Linked DNA regions of Mus musculus: regions 1, 3 and 4 are each linked to region 2. A link is a contact called in public HiChIP or PLAC-seq and promoter capture Hi-C data. All regions are on one chromosome and are shown on one strand. The core of a region is the stretch at or near the end of the contact, and the rest is flanking DNA. Distances in the headings are between cores, read along the strand shown.

The links. Promoter capture Hi-C pulls out the DNA fragments that hold promoters and counts their contacts. HiChIP or PLAC-seq counts read pairs in DNA pulled down with a chosen protein or histone mark.
Region 1: a contact with region 2 is called in a promoter capture Hi-C map of the HPC-7 cell line. The contact joins the promoter of Mpg here to the promoter of 4930524B15Rik in region 2. A contact is called at or near these places in 2 of 39 promoter capture datasets (the HPC-7 cell line and cranial neural crest), 3 of 115 datasets of contacts at active chromatin or transcription factors (astrocytes, embryonic basal ganglia and forebrain) and 1 of 9 other capture datasets (pancreatic islet).
Region 3: a contact with region 2 is called in an H3K4me3 HiChIP or PLAC-seq map of stem cell-derived neural progenitor cells, with 16 read pairs. The contact joins the enhancer-like site here to the promoter of 4930524B15Rik in region 2. A contact is called at or near these places in 6 of 39 promoter capture datasets (the C10 cell line, cranial neural crest, hematopoietic stem and progenitor cells and 3 more), 1 of 15 datasets of contacts at CTCF or cohesin (the NIH/3T3 cell line), 6 of 484 Hi-C or Micro-C datasets (B cells, CD4 T cells, bone marrow-derived macrophages and 3 more), 14 of 115 datasets of contacts at active chromatin or transcription factors (the 230-238 cell line, the HPC-7 cell line, bone marrow-derived macrophages and 10 more) and 3 of 9 other capture datasets (adipose tissue, liver and pancreatic islet).
Region 4: a contact with region 2 is called in an H3K4me3 HiChIP or PLAC-seq map of fetal liver, with 8 times the contacts expected there. The contact joins the promoter of Bod1 here to the promoter of 4930524B15Rik in region 2. A contact is called at or near these places in 29 of 39 promoter capture datasets (the 3T3-L1 cell line, 3T3-L1-derived adipocytes, the C10 cell line and 18 more), 3 of 15 datasets of contacts at CTCF or cohesin (CD8 T cells and the NIH/3T3 cell line), 95 of 484 Hi-C or Micro-C datasets (the 4T1 cell line, the AtT-20 cell line, B cells and 61 more), 37 of 115 datasets of contacts at active chromatin or transcription factors (the 230-238 cell line, CD8 T cells, the HPC-7 cell line and 24 more) and 5 of 9 other capture datasets (adipose tissue, embryonic stem cells, liver and 2 more).

Annotation. Positions count from the first base shown.
Region 1 is chr11:32,225,244-32,230,882 of GRCm38.p6, forward strand. It overlaps Mpg (N-methylpurine-DNA glycosylase), which reads left to right and starts at 1,262. Exons shown (of 4, transcript NM_010822.3): 1 at 1,262-1,474; 2 at 2,509-2,706; 3 at 4,606-4,810. The coding sequence starts at 1,298.
Region 2 is chr11:31,962,330-31,968,268 of GRCm38.p6, forward strand. It overlaps 4930524B15Rik (RIKEN cDNA 4930524B15 gene), which reads left to right and starts at 3,304. Exons shown (of 5, transcript NM_026262.1): 1 at 3,304-3,622. The coding sequence starts at 3,331.
Region 3 is chr11:31,690,961-31,696,598 of GRCm38.p6, forward strand. No RefSeq gene overlaps it. Among named protein-coding and RNA genes, the nearest start is that of Gm39673, 22 kb to the right of the region's middle. Within about 2 kb of position 4,116, at least 55 of the 459 cell types and tissues checked have an H3K27ac peak or open chromatin away from gene starts, as enhancers often do. A contact at or near this core is called in embryonic basal ganglia, forebrain and stem cell-derived neural progenitor cells, where this site is marked.
Region 4 is chr11:31,670,255-31,676,138 of GRCm38.p6, forward strand. Bod1 (biorientation of chromosomes in cell division 1) reads right to left here and starts at 1,608. Exons shown (of 4, transcript NM_001024919.1): 1 at 1,247-1,608. The coding sequence starts at 1,447.

The sequences.
Region 1 (5,639 bases), core at 12-2,511, 260 kb after region 2:
GTTTAGACAGAATGGCTATGAGGGATAAGGCCAACCTCGGTAGTTCAAATTTACAACATATTGCCCCCACCCCAGCCCCAGAAACTGCACAGAGTGCCACAAACAGCTGGACTGCTTCCAGCAGGCAGCAGGCAGCAGGCAGGCAGAGAGGCTGCCGCTCCCTCCCCAGGAAGTCCTAGCTGAGGCCCATGAGAGGGAATGGCTGAGCCCCAGCCAGGCCCAGAGTTCAGTCCCGGAGCTGGCCAGTAGAGTTGCAGCTGGGGACCAGAGTCCTTAGGCTAAGTGCCTTGCTCAGTTAAGGACTGAGCATATAGCAGTGACAAGCATATGGCCTCTGGCTCTGTCTAGTCCTAGATGCCAGGGTCTCAGAAATCAAACAGCTCTGACAAGCCCTGAAAGGTTTTAATAAGGCAGTGTGAATGGGGAAAGTAGGATTGTATCTGCTTTGAAACCCTTCAGACCCACATCACTCCTGGAATGGTAGAAGAGAGTGAGTGAAGTGGGGGAAGGGAGCAGCTTACCCTATCCCAAGACTTCCCTTCCCATCATCCCTTCCTTTGGGTCAGTCACTTCCCACTCGAGGAGTACGGGTGCACAACCTCATTTGAAAGGTTACAGATAGGGTGGGTGGCAAGCCTAGGTCCCAGAGAAATAATCACTAGGAGATGCCAGGAACTGTTATCCCGCTCAGCTCCTGCAGCCCTGGTCCTGCCTTCCAGCTTAGGTGGTAAGCCCTCTTCGTAGCAATTCCAGGCATTAGGGGTCCAGGGATGTAAGTGGGGATTCACTGCAGAGACAGAATTCCCTTTCCTTCCACCTATCATCTGTGATGATCCAGGGTAGGGGCCTCCAGATGGGGCAGGCATCCACTTGCTGTCAGTTCCACCATTCAGAGATAAGGTTGGGGAAGGACAGTTCTAGGATCAGAATTCAGACTGAGATTCCCAAGGCCTCATGTTTGTTCTCTACAACACCCAACACACCCTCTGTGGCCCACCCTATCCCAAGGCAGAGCCTTCTGGTCCGGGACCCTTGAAAATTCAGTCCGGGTTCAGAGAGGATGTCTTGATGGCAATCGGGCCATTGGGACAGAACCAGATCTAGAGAACCTGGGTTCCAATCCTACTGGTGAAAGGTTTCTACACTCGCCCCGCCCTGTCCCGCCCCTAGAGTCCTCGCTCCGCCTCTTCTGCAGATTCCTTCCACCCCCGCGCTACATGCCTTCTGCGCAGACGCAGGTTCCAGTCCCCGCCCTCTCCGCGCTTCCGGTGGCCTGGCCTGTGCTGGCGGCGACTAGATGCCCGCGCGCGGTGGTAGTGCGCGCCCGGGCAGAGGAGCCCTAAAACCGGTGTCCGTGACCCTGCTCCCCGACACCGAGCAGCCTCCATTTCTTGGACGAGCCCGCCGCCCAGGGAATGCCAGAGCAGGATCCCTAGTGACCGGATATCATGAGGTCGGCCAGATGCCAGCGCCGGTGAGAGGGGGCGCCGCGTCGCGGAGTCTGAGCCCACGGCGAGCTGGCACAGTGGGTCGGGCTGCAGAGACGGTCACGTCAGCATCCATTCCCGGCAGCCTGGCAGCTTCAGTCCAACCTGGATGTCAGCACAACAGATAAAAATAATGGGTCTTACCCCGGCGTAGTGGCGCACGCCTGTACTTGTGAAGTCGATGGACGCAGGAAAATCAGGAGTTCAAAGCCAGCATAGGCCACATGGGACCCTGTCCTTTAAAAGAGTAATGGCTGTTTAACTAGTCAGCTCAGCGTGGACTGAAGACAGGTCTTGGCCCTGGCCCCAGGTTCACTGCCCAGTTGTCCTTTTAATCCCCTCCTGTTGTACCACAATAGCTGAAGGATGTGGCCAGATTTCCTTGCTTTGTTTATCGGCACTTGGTAGACTAGTGCCTACTGGTCCTATAGACCCATAGACTTTTTGTCCCTGTTCCTAGTTGTTCTAATATCCAAACAGTCAAAGGACAGTTGGGGGCCAGCAGGGTTCTACCCTGAGCATTCAGAATGGGACCAGGCAGATGGTCATCTCCATGCATGCCCATTTGTGTGTCAGGTCTTGTCAGTAACAAGGTGGTCTTGTGACCTATTTTTTGAGCAGTGCCCAGACAAACTCAGTATGTTTCTCTGATAGGCCCTGCCCAGGTTCTGACTGTATTTTAATTCCTGGCCAGGATTAGGAACAAAGAACCAGGTTCCAGAAACAAGTTTCCTTGGAGATGGTGTGATTGGTGGGAATCAGAAAAACCAGCTCTTTTGTATTGGACTCAGGCACCCACCTTCTAATGCTCCTTATCCATGTCTCCCCTATGTGTAGCAGGTGTGGGCAGAGAATGCCCACCCATCCTGTCACCACTAGCAGCCTGTCATTACCTACACCTAGTCCCAAGGTCCCCTGAGGCGGTATGCCTTAGAATGACTCCCAACAGGCACCCCACTTTACAGAGAAACAGGCAGGCAGGCAGACACTTCTTTTGTTTTGTTTTGTTTTCCCATTACAGCTTTCCCGAAAGATTGGGCAAAAAAAGCAGCGACTGGCAGATTCAGAGCAGCAGCAGACCCCTAAAGAGAGACTCCTGTCGACCCCGGGCCTCCGGCGGAGTATCTACTTCTCCAGCCCAGAGGACCATTCTGGCCGGCTAGGACCAGAGTTTTTTGACCAGCCAGCAGTCACCCTAGCCCGTGCATTTCTGGGACAGGTAACGTAATACTGGAGCAGGTTCCGGGAACTGTAGTCCTGTTACTACTAGGTCTCATCTCTGTCTTGGCCTTCCTTGTGTGTGCATAGGTAGCTGCCTTGCCCATATGAGCCAAATAGTTTGACTATTATCTAGGGTCACTGCAGAGAATGAGAATATTGATAGAGGTGTCCCATGATGGAGGCAGCAGGGCTTCTGGCAACTGTCGTGCTTTGGCTAGAGGTATGTTCTTACACTTATCCATCAGGGAAAAAACTGACTGTTCTATCTGAAATCCCCTTAGGACAGGTTGCCTGCAAGGACTGCTGGTGGGTATTGGCCCCAGCATCTGTGAGGGACCACTCTTGCCTACCCTGTTCCCTGATGGCTGGGGCCAGGAACACCATTAGGCAGCCAGCATTTGAGTCACTTGAAAGAGTTGGCCTCTTCACTGCATAGTTCAGTACCCAAGGCTCAGTACAGGCCCAAGATCTGGGCTATGCCAGTCATGCTTGCAGTAGAAGTGGGGACTACCCCAGGCCCAGCCTGGTGTGGCTTACAGTACAGCCTGTCACCTTCTGAGCCTCTCCACTTCATGGGGCTAGCCAGGTTCATCTAAATCCCACTACTCCGGGGTGCTAGAGCTTAAGCTGGATCCTCTGGTTAGAGGTTCGCTGGCCTACCTTTCCCTTTAACAAGCTATCCTTTATGGGACCATGGCCAAGGACAGCCAGTTTCTTTGCTAGAACTGGTGCTAAGAGTTCCAGGAACAGACCCTGACCTACTAGAGAAGGGACGAGATTCTGTTCTCAGGATGTTTTAAGCTGCAGGGATCTGTGTTCCTTCAACAGCTATGATATAAAACATGGTGCAGATTTATCTCAGGTTCAGGTCAAGGGCTCAAGGATGGCCCAACAGCACTACCACCACCATTACACATCTGCCTACCTCTACTCAGCTTCCTGGCACATCAGCTGGCCCCTGTCATGCCCACTTGAACCCACACTGGTAGACAAGATGGTGTCTGGCAGAGAAAGGGGTATTCTCGCCTGTGTATCCCTTCGGTCAAGGAAAACCCAGATGTGGGTCATAAGCCCAGTAAAAGGTTCGCTGCAGTGGGCTGCCAGGACAGCAGACGACTGTGGACTGCTCAGCATGTTGTTTTTCTAGACCCTCTGCCAGAAAAGCTCCAGGAGGTCCCTCGAGAAGCTGAGGTGGGGTTCCCAGTTTGGCCCTTGGAGACATGGGAGCATGTAGGTAGTTAGTGAAGGAATGCTTGCTGGCCTTTTTCTCCTAAAACATTCACCCCTGTCTCCAGTGTTTCCAGGCTTCCATGACAAACACTGGCCACCTCTTTTCCTCTACCCTGCCTGTTACCAGCTGACCCTGAGGCACCATGGGTCTACGTGGGCTGAGAAGAAGGTGCCTTCTAATCAAATAATCCCTCAAACCTGTGAAGGAATGGACACGGTTGGATGCTGAAATCCTTCTACAAGCCTTGGCTGAATTAAGACTGTTGGCCATTCTTGGGATCATAGTCCAAGCAAGGCATTGCATGGCTGGACCAGCTGGCCCTGTTTCTCACTAAGTTCTCTAAAGGGAATTCTGGGAGAGGATGTCGGGAGGAGAGAACACTACTGAGGGGACTTGGAAGTCAATCTGCACTATGACTCCAAATGAATCCTGAGGTGGGCTTAGAACCCTTAGTAAATAAGTAGAGTTGGTCAGGAGGGGCTGGTGACCTTAACATCAGCATTCAGGCTCTCAGCCAAAGCACAAGAGGCAGAATGGAGAAGCCAGGTAGCTGGGTCTGGCTGGGCCTGGATGCCTGTGGTACATCCTGAGTTTAAATGAGGTCTAGGTGGGGACTGTCCAGGTGGGCTGGCCCCTGTTTGAGCTGAGCAGACTCACTGCCCATAGGTTCTTGTCCGGCGACTCGCTGATGGAACAGAACTCCGTGGGCGCATTGTGGAGACTGAGGCATACTTGGGGCCAGAAGATGAAGCTGCTCACTCAAGAGGTGGCCGGCAGACCCCCCGGAACCGTGGCATGTTCATGAAACCTGGGACCCTGTATGTGTACCTCATCTATGGCATGTACTTCTGCTTGAATGTCTCTAGTCAAGGTTAGTGGTGCTGGGCTTGAGGGAACAGACAGTCTAGCAGCTGGCCAGCCCCCCGAAAGACTTGGATAGACAGGCATTTGAGTAAGAAAGTGCCATTGTCAGGGGCCAAGTTAGGATTTCAGGAGTGTTGGCTATTCTTGAAGGGTGGGCGCGGCTGGTAAAGTAGCCAAGGCTACACGGAGTTTAGCGTGATGTTTTTGATCCTGGGTTAGATTTGGAGTGAGATGGAGGGTAGGGAAGTGGAAAGAGCCTGGTTTTGGGTAAGCTGTGCTCATACAGGAACCTGCCAAAAATCCTATTATGGGATCTAGCTCAGCTATTCTCAGCCAGGAACACTTCTGCCCCCCACTGGGGATGCAATGTTTGGTGACGTATTTGAATATCATGACTGACTAACATCTAGCAGGTGGAAGGCAGGGATGCCCTGTGGTAACCACATAGGCCTTCTGGCCATAGACAGCTTTAGTGGAGGTTCCCTGGACACGGTGGACAAGGCAGAGGCAAGAATGAACATACAGATGAAATCCTCCAGGACCACAAGGGTCCTGATTAGGGCCATCCATGTTGAGTAGAGGCTAAGGACATGGATGTCATGGACAGGCCAGGTGTGGGTGCTCAGGACGTGGGAAGATGAGGACTGAAAGTCCAAACAGAGCAGAGCATAGGATGCCGAGTTAGAGCACATGTGTAGCAGATTTCCGCAAGGACATGGGGATCAAAGGTGTCTGCATGAAGATGAGAAGGAGCCAGGATAAGGTGAGGTGATAAGGTGGCTCTTGGGGACTGGAGTAGCGACCATGTATCCAGTACTTACACTCTGTAACCTGCT
Region 2 (5,939 bases), core at 2,054-4,553:
AATGAACCAGTGGAGTTATTGTGCTTGCTTACAGAGGTATGGATGAAAAGTTACTTATGTGAATATCAATGACTCAGAAAGAGACAAGTGATAGAAAAATGCACCCCTGAGTGAGCATTGACTCAAGAAAGCATCATCTTTCAAACTCCCTGCCCAACTTGCCAGCAAGTTGGATAGCCTCCTCTCCCCAGCAAATGCTAACTGCTTATGTAACACTGGGGAAATGCTTTAGGAATCTTGGACTTTCAGGAGCTTAAGGTTTTTTGGTTTTTGTTTTGTTTTGACTTCTGGAGACTTATGGGTTTCTTTTACTTTCTGAGCCTTATAGAGTCTACCTCTATGAAGGAAAGGCTCGGTTTGTAGGAAATAGCTGCATGGCAGAAGCTCAGGGAAGGAAAATGGTTTGCTGGAGAAAGCCTAGCTGGCCAGCAGCTAGAGCAAGTCCGACTTCAGCTGTAAGGTCTATGTTCTCTTCATAGGCTCTGTCTCCAGAACTAGGGCTACCTTTGGTAGCAAGGATTCTTGTCTTCTTTTGATTAACACTCAAACTGTTTCAGGGTCAGGTCCTCACACTGAAATTCTTCACACAACCATGAGGCTGGCCTGGTTCCATTCTCTCATCTTCTTCTTGACTTAGCTCATTTCCTCAGAGGCAGTTGCCCCTACGTTGTTTGCTCCTTGTTAGGGTTATGTTTAAGTTCACAAGAAAGAGATAACCACTCCAACTGAAGTGTCTGGACAAGGCAAACTTCACTCTTGATCAAGAAGGCACACTAGGAAGAGCAAACACACTGAGGTAGGAAGTACATTTGGTTTTTGTTGTAAGTCAAGTGGTGGCTCAAGTGGTGGCTGGTTTTGTGTGTCAACTCGACACAAGCTAAAATCATCACAGAGAAAGGAGCATCAGTTGAGAAATGCCTCCATGAGATCCAGCTGTATGGCATTTTCTCCATTAGTGGTCAATGGGACAAGGCCCAGCCCATTGTGGGTGGTGCCATCCCTGGACTGCTAGTCCTGGATTCTATAAGAAGACAAGCTGAGCAAGCCAGGGGAAAGCAAGCCAGTAAACAGCTCCTACCTCCAGGGTCCAACCCTCCTTGACTTTCTGTCCTGATTTCCTCCAATGATGGATTGTGATCTAGAAATGTAAGCCAGAAACCCTTCCCTCCCAGCTTGCTTTTTGGTCATCGTTTTTTATCACAGTAATAATACACTGACTAAGATAGCTGGGGTCTGACATCACAATCTTATTCAATTGGCTAGTTTGAAAAGAATTGGTTATAGTCAGAAGGCAGAGGCAGGTGGATCTCTGAGTTCGAGGCCAGCCTGGTCTACAGAGTGAGTTCCAGGGCTATATAGTTAAGTGGAAACTTGAGTTCTTTGGAGGGGTGGCTCAGTGGTTAAGAGCACTGACTGCTCTTCCAGAGGTCCTGAGTTCAGTTCCCAGCAACCACAGGGTGGCTCACAACTATCTGTAATGGGGATCTGATGCCCTACATGTTTTTTAAAAGAGTTCTTTGGAAAGTCAGTTGTGTTGGATGGTATTTTAATGGGGCAAACATATGAAGGTATGATTCATTGAAACAAACACAGGTGAAAGACTAAGACAGACTGGTGAAGGAATGTTTCATTGAAGCAGACACAGGAGAAAAGACGTTCTGCTAAAGCAAGCACATGAAAGGACACGTGATGAAAGATTCTTCACTAACAGCACACATGTATTGGTCCACCTTACATTATGTAGTTGAGCTACATTTGTCAGAACTCCATAGAGAGAAACACACACACACACACACACACACACACACACACACACACACACACACACACAAAACCCCAAAAACTTGTGGTTGGTGTGTGGAGGCTTCTTGCCACTTCCTCAGTTCTGGCTGATTGGCAGAGTGACATCAGCTGAAACAAATGCACATGCTTAGGCAAGACCTGTGGAGAACATGTGATATTTGGAGGGTGCATAAAAAGGGCTCAACAGACCCTCCTGATGACTAGAGTCTAGGATGAGACCTGGCTGTCTCTTCTAGATAGTGCCACCACTGCTGCTATCCAACTCTACCAAACTGGACTGCTAGTATATCCATAAAGTGTTTGGGAGTGGATTGAGCTGCTGCTGCTGACCTGTGAACTGAACTGCTGATTTCCGACAACCCAGATAGGATTTTCTCCAAAGAACCACGTCTAAACAGGTCCACTTCCCCGCCCCCCCCCCGCCCCCTGTATCCTTTCTTTTCTACTACCTGGTGGGTGGTAGGCTAGAAGGGAGGCAAAAGCATTTAAGAACTATCATTAAAAATAAGGCCTAAGAACCAGGTGTGATGTCGCACGCCTTTAATCCCAGCACTCTCGGGAGGCAGAGGCAGGTGGATTTCTGAGTTCGAGGCCAGCCTGGTCTACAGAGTGAGTTCCGGGACAGCCAGGGCTACACAGAGAAACCCTGTCTCAAAATAAATAAATAAATAAATAAATAAATAAATAAATAAATAAATAAATAAATAAATAAAAATAAGGCCTAAAAAAATTAAAGTTACAACATAGAGAAACCATGTCTCAACAAAACAAAAATTAAAAACAGAGAAGGGGGAAGGGTTCACTGCTCCAAGGACAAGAAGATCATTGCCCCAGGTTATCACACAGAGCAGGGGGCTTTACATAAATCAAAGTTTTATTGGACGGAAAGGGTTAAAACATTTTGCAAGAAAGTCTTACAAGGTGGAAGACAGGAGATAAAAATGTTTTAATTCCTTGTCCTAAACACACATTTTTATAGTATTTGATAGAAAAGAACCATATTTGATTTTCTTACATCCCAGTCCCAAATGATGCATAGCCTGAAATTCAACCTCTCTCTAGACGAATGGCCATCCTCACAACCACAGTCCTTCCTGTTTCCCTTTCAGTAGGGCTTTCCTTGCCTCCCAACTTCTAACAGAGATCCACATTAGGCTCCTGTCTTCTGCTAGGTGCCTGGACTCTTATGTCCTTAATCCCTTCCTTACCTCAACCCCAGCTTCTCGGTGTTCTACACCTCAACTTCCTACCCAGGCTCCTGGTGTTCTGGACTCCAGCTCACCCACCCACACTCCATCTCTCTTCAGTGAAGTTGGGGCCTCTAGGTCAGTCCCGTCCTCGCCTCACACAGGTCTGGCCCCAACGGTTCTCCACCCTCCCCCAGCCCGCATGCGCAAGTGTCCCCCCTCCCCCACATCCACACTCCCCCACCCCACCCCACCCCACACACCTCACACACACACACCCCACGCCCTGTGCTCAGGCCGGCTCCGAGGTCCCGCAGGTTGCCCGACAGGAGGCCGAGAGATGGTGCCCAGCCGCAGTGGGCAAAGGCCAGATGGGCCTCGCTTAATCTACGTGACCCGCTTCGCCTCGCACCGCCATGGCGTGTGGCAGCTGAGGGGTCTCCGAGGTTTCGGCCATCGAGGCCCAGGGCTCGGGGCCCGCTGTGCCTCAAAGCAAGCAGCGGTGGAGCCCGGGGCCCGGGGAGGAGAGCGGCCCACTGGCTCCCAGGCCGGGGTCACTGACACCCCGGATTCCGCCCCTTTCCAGCGGAGGTCGAGAGCGCCCAGGGCCCGGGAGCAAGCAGCGCAAGCAGGTGGCACGGCAGCGGGAGGGATCGTCCTGTCAGCGGCCTGCTGCTGACTGGGCAGCTCCCGCGCCATTTTGTGCGCGCGGCTTCCGTCAGCCAGGCTTCGCGTCAGCCTTCCTGTCAACCTTTGTGTCAGTCTTCCTTTGTCTCAACCTTTGCATCTGCCAGTCTTTCTGTCAGCCTTCCTGTCAGCCTCGGTGTCATTTTCCTCTCAGCCTTTCCTGTCAGCATCCTAGTCAGTAGGCAGCCAGGCTCCTCTCTCCTGCCAGTCTGTGTTGGAGCCATAAGTTTAGGAGAATTCCTTTAACTCACTTAGTGGGGTGGGTAACCTGTAAAAAGGCTGCAGGATATTTAAGATAACCTAGAGACCTGAGAGAAGTTCTTGGATGTAGCTACTTCAGTCGCTCAGAGAAATGGAAGTTTGGCGCGCTTGTTGGTTATTTTTCACTGACATTTATTGAAATTGCTAATTACAGGAGCTGGAGAGGTGGCTCAACGGGTTAAGAGCACTGGTTATTCTTCCATATGATGTAGGTTTGGACCTCAGCACCCACATATAACTGATTGTAATTCCAGTTCCAAGGCATCTGACGCCCTCTTCTGCCCTCCTTGGGCATCATGCATCTACAAGGTGCACAAGCAAAACACATATACACATACAGTAAAATAGAAAATGAATTGCTAATTACCTGATATATATTCAATCAGACCTCTTAAGAGACGTTGAAGCATCCTGTTAAAACACAGAAGATCTGAAGATGTAGTCGTGGCCCACACTTTTAATCCCAACACTAAAGAGTCAGAGTCAGGCAGATCTGTGAGTTTGAGGCCAGCCTAGTCTACAGAGCAAGTTCCAGAACAGCCAGGACAACACAGAGAAACACCTTTTACCTATACTTTTCAAAGCAATTTTACTGAGCTTTCATTAATAGTGTATCCAGTTCACCCAGTTATGGTACACAAGTTAATGGTTCTTACATATCCACAGAGTTGTGTCCTTAACATTCCATTTTAATGTAACTGTAATATCACAGAGAAACTCTGCACCCCTTCAAAGGCATCATAGCCCCTCACCATTGCCTCTACTACCCACTAATCTTAGCCCTATCTATGCAAGTATTAGTCTGCATTGTCTCTATAGATCTATTTTGGACATATCTAGATGGAATCTATATGTGGGCGGCTTCTCTTCCTCAGGCCTATTCTTTTTTCATGTTAATTTTAGATCCTATTAATTCACTGATCAGTTCACTAACTGACTAACTAATGTAGTTAGCTCCATCACTGATTCTCATAATTTTCATGTATTTTACAGGTGTATGTTATTTGTGGAATTTTTGTTTTTGTTTTTAAGACAGGATCTCACTGTGTATCTTCAGCTGGCCTGGAATTCAGTGTGTATACAAGGCTGACCTTGAACTCATAGAGATCTGCCTGCCTCTGCCTCCCAAGTGCTGAGATTAAAGATATGTACCACTATCCCCAGCTGGCATATCCCATTTGCAAACAGGGATAATCTTATTTCCCTCTTATTCATTCTTATGCCTACCATAATCTTTTTGTCTAATTATACTGGCTAATACCTCTCGTGCAGGATGAATGGTGTAGAGATAACAGACACCTTACCTTGTTCTTATTCTTAGGAGAAATGCCTCTAGTGTTTCACCATTAAATAAAGTACTGGTTTTAGGACTAAGACTATATATTTAGAATATGAAAAAGTATCTCTTTCTATTTTCTTCAGTGTTTTTTATTTATTATGAATAAGCTTTAAATTTTGTCAAAGGCTTACTATGATCTATGAAGATAATAATATTTTTCTTGGAATTAGTAATGTATAGTGAGATATAAATAGGTTTTCAAATACTGAATCAACCTTACAGTGTTGAAATAATTTTCTCTTGCTTCTGTTGTATTTTTTTTAATATAGTGGTACCTTTAATAATGAGTTGCTTAGAATTTTTTATTGATGTTCATGAGATATAGTGACCTGTACTTTGTGTTTCTTTACTTGATTTAGATTTTGAAGTTAGACTTATTTCATAAAAGTAATTGAGAGTTTTTCCTTTTTTTTTCTGTGTTCAAGAATAATTTATGGAACATTGAAACTATGTGGCTTAGAAAGTTTGATAAAATTCTTTTACAAACCATCTGAACCTCAGTTTTGTGGAATAATTTCTTAATAATGTTCTCTGTGGTGTAGAAACTAGTCTGTTTATACTTTCTGAGAGGTCAGTTTTGGCAGCATGCACTTTCTTAGCAATTACACACTTCATCTCAGTCTCCAAATGTGTTTCCACTGAGCTCTGCAAAGTGATGAGTT
Region 3 (5,638 bases), core at 2,866-5,365, 270 kb before region 2:
GAGACAGTGGAGTTACAAAGAGGAAAGGTTTCCTTTGGCTTAGGACCGTGAAGATTTTAGCCTACGGTCATCCATCATGCTTGTGAAAGATGTCAGCTTTACTAGCAGCGGGGTGCAAAGAGAGCAAGTAGAAGGAGCTGAGGTCCCACTGTCCTCTAAAAGGACACACTCCGCACATCCCCTTTCCCCTCACCCTGGGATCTGAGGACCCCCAACTCTGAACACTTCCACCACCTCTGAGTACTACTACAGGTGAGAACAAAGCCTTTGGAGGACAGTCAGGATTTGAAGGACAACACAGCTCTGTTCCCAGACGTTTGGGGAGATGACAGACTATTGTCTACTAGAGCCAGCCATACCACAATACAATCGCTAGCATCGGGGAGTACACAACAGGCAGTTTACTCTGAATCTGCAGCTCGCTTAGTCATGACTAGATAATAGATATGCACGGATGGAGGTAAGTATAGCCAGAGACAGACAGAGATAGAGACAGAGAGACCCTGGCCGTTGATGTAGATTTCCTGTGATTTAAGACTATAATCATAATAACTCAAGTTAACTTTGGGAACAGCTGGACGTGGGACCTGGAGGCTACACAAACACTATTGGTGTTTCTTTGAGGAGCACGGGCTCCTATGGAATGGCGGTGACTCCATTGGGCAGTCCTGTTCTGTTCCAGCACACAGCCACTGTCACTCAAGCCACCATTGGCGTCTCAGAAGCAGCTGCGTGTCCCTCCCCACACTCCGAGAAAAGAAGAACCCTGACCAACACTTCTCCCCACCACGATTGTCGATTGTCGTTCTGCCCAGTGCATTTGGGGGTGAGCTTGGCTCAGAGCAGGAGGCTCCCTGGAACCTCTGGTGGCACAAGAGGTGGCACCTGTTCTCTTAGAGCCCAGGGATTTCATACCTGTGAAAGAGGGCTGCAGTTCCTTCTCTCAAGTTTGCTAGTTACAACTGTCACAGTGATGGGCAGGTGCCAGGGACCTCTGCCACATAAGTTATGTTCCTGCTATGCTCCGAGGTGCACCCCACTTCTGATGTAGGCTGGAGGATAGCACCATGGGAATAAAAAGAGAGGGTGTTCCAGCCCCATTGTAACAGGTGTAGGTGAAGGTGTGACCTAAGATGATGGAGAATCTGGAAAGCCATTCTCAAGTTATGGAGGTCATAAGCACTCTTCGAGGCTGGCTGTTAAAATGAAAATGATTCCCAACGTTCTGCAAGCCAGAGAGTCTGCATTTAAATCCCCACACGGAGGACACATTCCACTGCAGGTCTTTGCAGCCACCTCCACAGGACCCCCCATAGAACTGCAGGACAAGCTGTCTTACTGTGGAGATCACAGATAGGAGACCACCACCCCAGATCAAAAGGCTTCCTTCCCCTGCATCTCCAGGTTTCCATTTTTTGAAAGCATCCAAGCACAGGCAATACTGAGCCCACTTTTCTGCTTGACAGCAGACGACAGGAGCGCATCCGGATACCCGCTATCTTCAGCAGCAGCAGTGGCTGCTGCCTCTGCAGTCCTGGTGCCGATTTTGACATCACTTAATGTGTAATTTCCTTCATCCCACACATCAGAAACTGAAGGCCAGAGGCACAGGGTCACAGGCTTGCAGAGCCAGGTATGTGTTAAGTTTGAAACCCAGCACAGGTGGCTGAGATGCCTATTTAAAATCAGAGTGAACCTGGCCGCCAGGTTCTTCCAGCATCCCTCAGTCCCTATCTGTTACAGGATATGCTGGCATACCCATCCTCTACCCTGAACTCCTCAGCCCAAGGCTTGGTCTGCCCTTCACTCAGAGGCTTCTCCCTATGTAGTCCAGACATTTTGGTTGCCACTCTTCTTTTGTTCTTTCTTTTATACCTTTGGCCTCCTGGCTGCTGTACTCAGTTCCCCCCTCTCCCTTCCTCTCCCCCTCTCCCCATATGGTTCAAGGTCATGACTACTCTGGATTCTTCTGCCTCTGGCTATGTCTCCCTTATATCTATGTATCTATGATAAACTTTCTTCTCCACCATACCTAGGACTGGACATGTTCTATTTCTTTCTTTCTTTCCTTTTTGTTTTCTTTCTCTCTTTCTCTTTTCTCTTTCTCTCTTTCTTTTCTCTTTCTTTCCTTTTTGTTTTTTTCTTTCTCTCTTTCTCTTTTCTCTCTCGTTCTTTCTTTTTCTCTTTCTCTCTTTCTTTCCTTTTTGTTTTTTCTTTCTCTCTCTTTTCTCTCTCTCTCATTCTTTCTTTTCTCTCTTTCCTTTTCCTTTTCTTTCTCTCTTTCTCTTTTCTCTCTCGTTCTTTCTCTTATCTTTCTTTCCTTTCTTTCTCTCTTTCTTTCTTTCTCTCTTTCTTGCTTGCTTGCTTGCTTGCTTGCTTGCTTGCTTGCTTTTTTCATTCAGTATGAACAGCTGCCATGCATGTGCTGAGACCAGAGTCCAGGGACTGAGAATCACAGTAGGACAGCCTGCAGGGCCCTGATGTGACCAACTTCCAGGAGAGGCTGCAGAACAAGCAGCCCATTGCAGGCTGGTAGGCAAGGTCCTTGAGGGGGGGCCCATCAACATGATATGAGCTGGGGTGTGGGGAGAGCAGCTGCAAGCTATTTTTGCCTCTGATGGCTACAGAAAGCAAATTGCAGAGGGGCGGTGGGTGCTCACGATGCTACCTAGCAGGGAGATCTGGCTTGGTTTTTAGTATCTGCCCACCTAAGGCTGCCAGAGAAAATGGAAGTTATCCTGTTAAATCTGGACTTCTGACAACCATTATTGCTGTTGTTGTTATTATTATTATTATTAAAGTATGCATATATAATAATAGGGGCATACCTAGAATAATAATTTCTAAAAAGCCTTAATTTGAAGTTCAAATTTCCTTGACATCTTATATTTTTATTTGCTAAATCTGGCACTTTTTGCCACACCATCACTAGGATTACTGGGGTCATGTCACCCCAGCCTGGTGGTGTTTAAGTCTTGTAACCAAGGGAATCACTAAAGACTTGTGATTAGGTAACTGGGGAATCAGAGAGAACTCATCAGGCCCAGGGTTAGAAAGCCAGCAAATCACAGCAGTTGGAGAGAAAGTCAAGTTCATGATTCAGGAAGCCATGTTCTGTCTCCTAGGCTCCCAGAAATGCTAGACCAGGATAGGAGGGGAACAGCAAGTGGAAGACAGATGGGATCAGGGCATACAGCTGAGGTCACAGAGGCAACATCATCTGGAGGCTGAAAGGTAGCTCATGGTTAAGAGCATTGGTTGCTCTTGCAGAGGACTTGGCTTTGGTTCCCAGCTCCCTGGTGGTAGTTCAGTTCAATGTGTAACTCAGGTTCCAGGGGATCTGATGCCCTCTTCTGGCTTCTATGGGTACTGCGTGTATGGAAGGAAGGGAGTAAATGACAGCAACTTGGTCCATACATGTACTCAGGCACACACACAGACACTTAAAGCATTACCTATTAACACATTATCTAAGTTTAATGTTTTCAGTGCTGGTGACTTGTGCATGCCTGGCATCTCTCTACTACCAAGAACCAAGCACCCACTAATACAAGGCACAGGACTTATTTGGCAACAGAAGTAGATAGTAGTAACATTATGCACTCTTCCCATTTTACAGAATGAGAAAGTGAGGCCCAGAGAGGCCACAGATTTGGGAGTCACAGGACCTCAGTACACACACACACACACACACACACACACACACACACACACACAAACACCCCGTTTTGTTTATTTATTTATTTATTTTAGGGTTTTTTTTTCTCTTTCTGCCAGGCCCCACGGCAGCCTTTCTGCCCCACATTTGCTGCATATTCAGATCTGATGCTCCTCCCCGTCTGAGCAAAACAACACAAATTGAGATCCTCAGAAGCGGTCAGCTTTGGGCAATTCTGTTGTTGCAGATGCCATGCTTAACACTGCCCCCTTGAGCCACGCATCCCTGTGCCAACCCTCTTGGCAGGCCCTAGCCATACCCCTGTGTGTAGATCCCCAGCCTGGGTCTTCTTTCTATCTTGTGGAATGGAGGATGCTAGGAATGGAGCAGCTGACAGCAGCTCAGGGTCTCAGCAGAGCTGGAATTTGGAGCCAGGCCTCTGGTGCTATGGTGACAGTTACTATAGAAACTCGCAAGCTGCACTCAGCCAACCTACAGGGAATTATGAGGTTTGTCATAAGCGAGAGCCAACAAAGAAGGAGGAACCCTGGAGTTAGAGTTTGAAGCAAGGGCCAAGTCTCATTTTGGAGCTACGTTCACGTGTTACTTCATCTTCCTTGCCTACCACTTCTTCACCCCACCCTCCTTTTAAGTACCACACAGTCCCGAGTGTCAAGTAGCTAGCTGGATGCCCTGGTGCCTTCTTTACTCAACTGCTGCTACTTTCTGGATTTACCTTTTTATCCCAACATATCTTTCTTTCAAGTACTGGACACTTGTCACCAGGAACAGGGACAACCCAGGGTGCATAGACCTCTCAGCTAGGCTGAAAGGACACCAGTGTCACAGAGGTGCTCGAGTAGATGCATGAGAACATCTCCAGCCAAGGAAAGACAGAAGAGGCTACAGAGCAGGCATAGCCATGGGCTTTGGGCACTGCATGGTCAGGAGAGCTGTGTCCAAAGAGTGGTGCCTATGCCTATTTCTCTGTGTCCACTGCCCTGAGGAAGGCATGTATTTGCGTGCTTCGTCCCCAGCTGATATACTGTTTGGAGTGGTTAGGCGGTGTGTCCCTGTTGGAATAGAGTGTGGCCTTAATGGAAGACATTTGTCACTGGGGTTGGCTGTGAGGTTTCAAAAACTCTCACTTTTCCACTGGGAGCTCTCTCTCCTCTCTTCTCTCTCTCTCTCTCTCTCTCTCTCTCTCTCTCTCTCTCTCTCTCTCTCGCTCTCTCTCTCTCTCTCTCTCTCTCTCTCTCTCTCTCTCTCTCTCTTTCTCTGCTGCTTACAGAGCAAGACGTAAAGCTCTCAGCTCCTTCTCCAGCACCATGTCTGCCTGCACACTGTTATGCTCCCAGTCATCATAATAATGGGCTTACCTCTGAAACTGGAACCCAGCCCCAATGAAACGCTTTCCTTTATAAGAATTGCCTTGGTCTTGGTGTCTCTTCATAGCATTAGAACATGACTAAGGCAAGTAGTATAATGTTAGAGACTATCACTTACCCCAATTTGCTTTCTCCACACAGACAGGAATGAAGTTTGATGCATTGCTGCATCCCAGGTGTCTAGGGGCCACAGGGACTTCATGCAGCACATGCATGCATGCGTGTAGCACATGAACTTTGTAATTGTATCTCACAGGCCAGTAACCTCCACACGTCTGTTCTCACTTTCCCTGCACATGGGTTCCATGATGTGACCATCATCTGATCACACTGAGGAGCTGAGGCTCAACCCGGGTTCTTCCAAGTTCCACATTTGGCTCATGGAAGGCTCAAATTCAAAGTCCAATTCCAACGTTTGGGGTACTTTGCAGATGACAGGGTCACAGCTTGACTGAAATATCATTCATGTACCACCCAGTCCCCTTTAAATGTGTTCCTGCAAATAGCTTCGACTCTATTCACCAAATTGTGTAAACAGCAGAACAATCCATTCGTTGCCAAATACGTCCACCATGAAACAAGAAAACAATGT
Region 4 (5,884 bases), core at 358-2,857, 290 kb before region 2:
CTTCTCTCCAACTGGAGGCAGATAGTACCTCTTCACCCGATCCTTGGTGAATGGCATGTCAGTGTCTGCATGGCTCTGGTCGCTCTACGAGAACATGGAAGCAGGAAGGATGGCCTACCTGTGCAGATTGTGGCCTAAGACATGTCTATGTAGGGAAGACCTTACCGCACATCAAAGCCGTAGGACAGGCCCCAGCAGCCTGTAGCTGACAGCTGAGCCCCAGCTAAGGCCTACTAGACCAGCTTGCTTGGTGACTCACAGCCCTGACAGCATGAGGAGCAACCACTACCCTGGGGAGCCCTCTCAGTCAGCAAAGAGGCTCCTAGCTCCACACCTTAATCTTGGCAAGCAAGTTTTGTAATGGGAAAGGAAATGTTCTGGCTACTATATACCTGCCCCGTGACACACATTCCAAAGTTTCCAAATGAGGTGAATTAGCATTTTGTTTAACGGTAGACTGGCCTTTGGCACTGGATCTAACATAGCCATTAACTCCATTTCAATTAGTTAAATGGAAAAAAAGAAGGTGCTGATTCGACAGCTTATCCCAATTTGACCTCAAACAAGTCTGCAAATGATTCAGCTGGGGAAAGGGACTATTAACGTGCAGTCCCATCCAGCCAGTGCTAAAAATCACCTCCCAGGTGAACAAGGGAACGGGTGGAGCTTCTAAAGTACTCTACCTTTCCCATGGGTTGTAAAACACAAGTTTCTTGGGTATGGAGTGGGTATACGTGTGCAGCCATTAAAGAATCCTCAAGTTCAGAAAAGCGAAAGAACTATAAATAAATAAATAAATGAATAGATAGATAGATAGATAGATAGATAGATAGATAGATAGATAGATTGATTGATTGATTGATTTAAAAATCACAGCTGGTAAGGGCTCCAGTGTCGGGTGTGCACCACTCAGAAGATAGATAGATAGATAGATAGATAGATAGATAGATAGATAGATAGATAGATAGATAGATAGATAGATAGATAGATAGATAGATAGATAGATAGATAGATAGATAGATAGATAGATAGATAGATAGATAGATAGATTGATTGATTGATTGATTTAAAAATCACAGCTGGTAAGGGCTCCGGTGTCGGGTGTGCACCACTCAGAAGATACCGGTAGTGCCCCGAGCAGCGCGTCCCTGCCAGGCTCTCGAGGTGCCTTTTGTTTTACTCCGGGCTCTGGCACGTCAAAGCAACTGGATGGTCCGCCCCCCTTGGTCCCCCGAGGCTCAGGTACCTTAGTGTCCACGTCGGCCAGGCAGTCCCGGCGGAAGCTGTCAAACAGCCCACGGCTCTTGAGCTGCTCCACTATGAGAGCGATGAGCTGCGGGTCTCCCGGAGGCAGCGAAGCGGGATTGACAGGGCCGCCGGCCCCACTCGAGCCCCCGGACGGTCCCGAAGCCTGGCCCGCCGCGCCTGCTCCCGCACCGTCCGCCATGGCCGCACCCCGCGCCCGCGCCGGGCCCCGCGCTCCGCTGCTCCTCCGGGAGCCGCGGGCAGAGCTGCGCAGACACGGAGGGGCCCACGGAGGCGGCGGCGACGGAGGCGGCAGGGTGGGAGGCGGCGGGGACCAAGGCGCTCCCCGCTCGCCGCGCTGCCGGCGCTCGTCTAATGGCGTCACCGACGGCCTTTGCATTGTGGGACGGTTGGTTTCCTGGAGCCATCACCTATGTTCTTATAGCCCGTGTCTGGCCGTTAGAAACTACAACTCCCGGCAGGCTGTTGGCTCGCTCGCGCTAGTTTGCGGGACAGCTTGGGCATTGTAGGCTCAGAACCTACCCAGTCACGGCAGCCCTCCCAAATCAGACCTCCGGGTCACCTGCAGAACTGATTAAAAGATTACGAGTGTATCCTTTAACGACTGTGATTCAGCAGCTCTGTATTTATGCCTGGCAGCCTGTGCTTTTGACAGTCGCTCCATTCCCACGATCCCCTTAAATAATGTGATCTGGGAGATTTGGTTAACAATGGGTTAATCTTATTGTTTTGACAAAATTAATTTTTACTTTTTGTGTGGCAGGGAGGGGCGGTGGAGCGTGCGACAGCACATATGTGGAGGTCAGAGGACTACTTGGGACACACTGGTCTCTCCTGTGATGTAAGTGGTGGGATCGAACACGTATCCTCCAGCTCAGTGGCAAGTGCCTATACCCTCTCAAGCTCTCTAACCTGCCTACTAATCAAACTTCTGTTCAAAAGTTTGTACCCTTCTGCCTGATTAATAGCAATGCAGATTCATTTTACGAACTCGTAAAATAACAAGAAGAAAATAAAAACTGCTGTTAAGTCTTTTTTGCATGTGTGGATTTTCGCCTTAGCATTAAATATTGTCAGCATTACTAATAGTAGATCCAGTAAGTAGAATGAATTAGATGTAATAGTGCTGCACTCTTTAAATACGTTCACAACTACCTGAAAGCTGGCACTACTATTTCTTTGTGCAGATGCAGAAATAGAAGAACAGAAATAATTACCGTGGTCATATATATACCTAGATGAAGTATAGTAGGTGCTGTGGTCCAGTGTTTAACCTAACATATCCACGGTCCTGATAGCTAGCTGTCATTTTACAACAAGTAAAATACCCTAGCTTTTACACCCACAAGTCTGCACTGAATTCCCCACTGTTGCCCCTATTAGAAAAAAAAGTTTGGATTGCTAAGAGAGACCATCATTTCAGCTAAGTGTCTGGATGAGGCAAACTTTACTTGATCAAGAGGCTTGCTGGGGCAGGAAAGGGCAGGGGAGGGAACACACCTAGACAGGAAGTGCATTTGGTTTTTATTCTGAGGAAGGTGAATCCTGTCTTTTCTCAGTTGGCTAGGGTCCAACATAACAATCTTACTCAGTTATCTGAAAAGAATTTGTGCATAAGAAGTAGAGGAGGAAGGGGAAAGAGGTCACTGCACCAAGGAGAAAAGGCCATCAAATTCCTTTGTGTAAATAAAAAATGTCCACGGGATTCTAACATTTGCAGGTCTTACAAAGTGAGGGAGGAAAAAAAAACTTAATTTCTTCTTCTAAACACAAATTTTATATATTTTATAGGAGAGATCATATTTGATTTTTTTTTTCAAGACAGGGTTTCTCTGTTTAACTACCCTGGCAGTCTTAGAACTCGCTTTGTAGACTAGGCTGGTCTTGAACTCACAGAGATCCGCCTGCTTCTGCCTCCCAAGTGCTGGGCTAAAAGGTGTGTGCCACCATGCCTGGACAGTTTTGATTTCTTAGGTGCTTCTGTCCTCTTTGTTTCTTGGCTGATCATCAACTCATCAACTTCCCCAGCTCTCAGAACTACATCTGCTGTGGTTCCTCCTCGTCACCCATGACAACTGAAAAAGATGTGGATAACATTTACAGTGCCCTTGGCTCCGGGGAAGATGCACAGTAGGCAGTGATCCAAGATGCTCTCACCCAACATTTGCTACCCAAGAGAACTGAAATTAGAGCACAAAACAAGTAGCCACTCTCAGTTCATACTTCTTAGCAACAGCTCAGCCAGTCGCAAGGTTAAGCTGATCACAATGTGTCATGACAGCTTGCAACCCTTTGGGACATCTCAAGTCTGTTTCTACTACTGACCCATGCTGACCTCTCATGTCTGGCTCTGAGGGAGTCCTATTAGAGAGTTCAACCCTGGCCCCTCCTGGAGGGAGGGCTGGAGGCAGGGTGCCCTTCTTATAGGTTGCATTTTAGGCACACCATATCTTATTCTTTCCTCACAAAATCTTTTTTTGGTCCCCGGTCTAATTTTGTCTATTGTTGAGCTAAGTTCTTAAAGCAATTGTTGTAACTGGAAGTGAATAATTTATAGGCTGATTGGCCATCTGCACCCCGATGCCCCCAACCACACCCAGAGTATAATCTTCAAAGTAGAAACCACAACTGTTTGTTTTGACTTTGGTGCTTAGCACAATACTTGGCTAAAAGTCCCTGTCCCTTTCCTACTTGTAGAATAGCGCAACCATCCTGACAGGAATGAAGCTATGCTAAAGAGCCTTGAGCTGTGCCCTTTTGACTATCAGAATATTGAGCCAGTAGTCCCTAGTAAATCTAATGGGCTCTCTCTGAAGAAGCTCATGCTAGTAGAGGGAGTATTTAAAGTCTGGTACCAGCCAGCTGGAAAGCTTGTCGCTTGGAACAAGATTCCACACCATTCCGACAACTTTGATGGCCACTTTGCAGGAGACCATATGAACAACTTGACCAGCTTAGTAATTATGCATACCTCTCTTTTTTTTTTTTTTTCCTTTTTGGTTTTTCGAGACGGGTTCTCTGTGTAGCCCTGGCTGTCCTGGAACTCACTTTGTAGACCAGGCTGGCCTCAAACTCAGAAATCCACCTGCCTCGGCCTCCTGAGTGCTGGGATTAAAGGTGTGCACCACCACACCCGGCCATACCTCTTAATCTCAACCTCATGTTAGGTCTCTGGAAGGCAGACTTGGTGCCGTCATTAGGCCTCTCTCCACATGACCACATTGACTAGATCTCTTTCTCTGCTTTTCCAACATGTCTCATTGGTTGGCTGTTTAGAGGTCAGTGAGTGGATGAACCTGGCTTGTTAGGATTGTCATGGCCCAGGCTCTGACTTTAGCAACTCCATTAACTGTCTGATCAGAGTATACGTAGATAAGAATATATTTTAGTCCCTTTCTTAGTTGGGCTTTTATTGTTGTGAAGAGACACCATGACCAGAGCATGTCTTCTAAAGGAAAATATTTCACTGGGGCTGGCTTAGAGTTCAGAGGCTTAATCCATTATCATCATGGCAGGAAGCATGGAGGCATGCAGGCAGACATGGTGCTGGAGAAGGAACTGAGAGTTCTAAATCGAATCAGCAGCCAACAAGAAGAAACATTGAGAGAATAGGTCAGGCTTGAGCATCTGAGACCTCAAAACCCACCCCCAGTGACGCACTTCCTCCAACAAAGCCACTCCTACTCCAACAAGGCCACACCTACTAATAGTGCCACTCCCTATGAGCCTATGGGTCCGTTTTCTTCAAATCAACACAGTCACCACCTTCAGGAAGTCCTAGTATAGCAGTAAATGCTGAGGTGATCTGCCATAGTCTAATAGGAAAGTGATGCTGGACCAGGTTTACAGTCCAGTATTTCACCAATGTTGGGCCCTGTGTGTTGGCTCTTGGAACTCTGGTCCATGACAAGGTGCAGCTCCTGATGCCCTGTATGCTTGCTTTTATAACTGCTATAACCTGGACCTGTTGAGGATTGAAACTAAGGATGAAAGTGATCAAATTATGGGAAATTATTAATTATTATTAATCTAAGACTTGCTAAGGGAAACCAAAAATGCCACCACAAAACATGTACAATAATGACCATCAGAGGGCACTGTTGCTGCATTTATAGCCCAGAGCATTTCAAACCAGGCAGTACTGTTTTTAACTTTGGTCTTGGTAGTAATGTAGTTTCTGGTGGCCTTTAGAAAACTGCTGGTAAGTCTTAGTCTTAAAACTTTTCAAGGATAGAGATTTAGGCACGATGCAGACCTAGCATGTGCAGGGTCTGGGTCCAATCTCCAGCACGGAAACAGACAACACCCCTTTTCTGACTAGTTGCCCCAAACTCAGTGAACTTATGCATATTAGATATTAGGATATTTACATGAGAATAGTCAAAGCCTATGAGAAGGTGGAACCTGCACAAGCCTAAGTCTAGATCTTTCAGAAACTGGAAAATGGGATTGGTGGCTTTCCCAGGATTGTGTGAAAGAATAGAGAATCCATGGGCTTTTCACATCAGGGGGCTCTAGACTGGATTCTGACATCAGCTCATGGTGATAGGTCTTTGAGAAACTGTCAGAGCCAATTCTCCAGGATAGTAGAGAGGCTCTGCAGCCATGGCAATCCTGT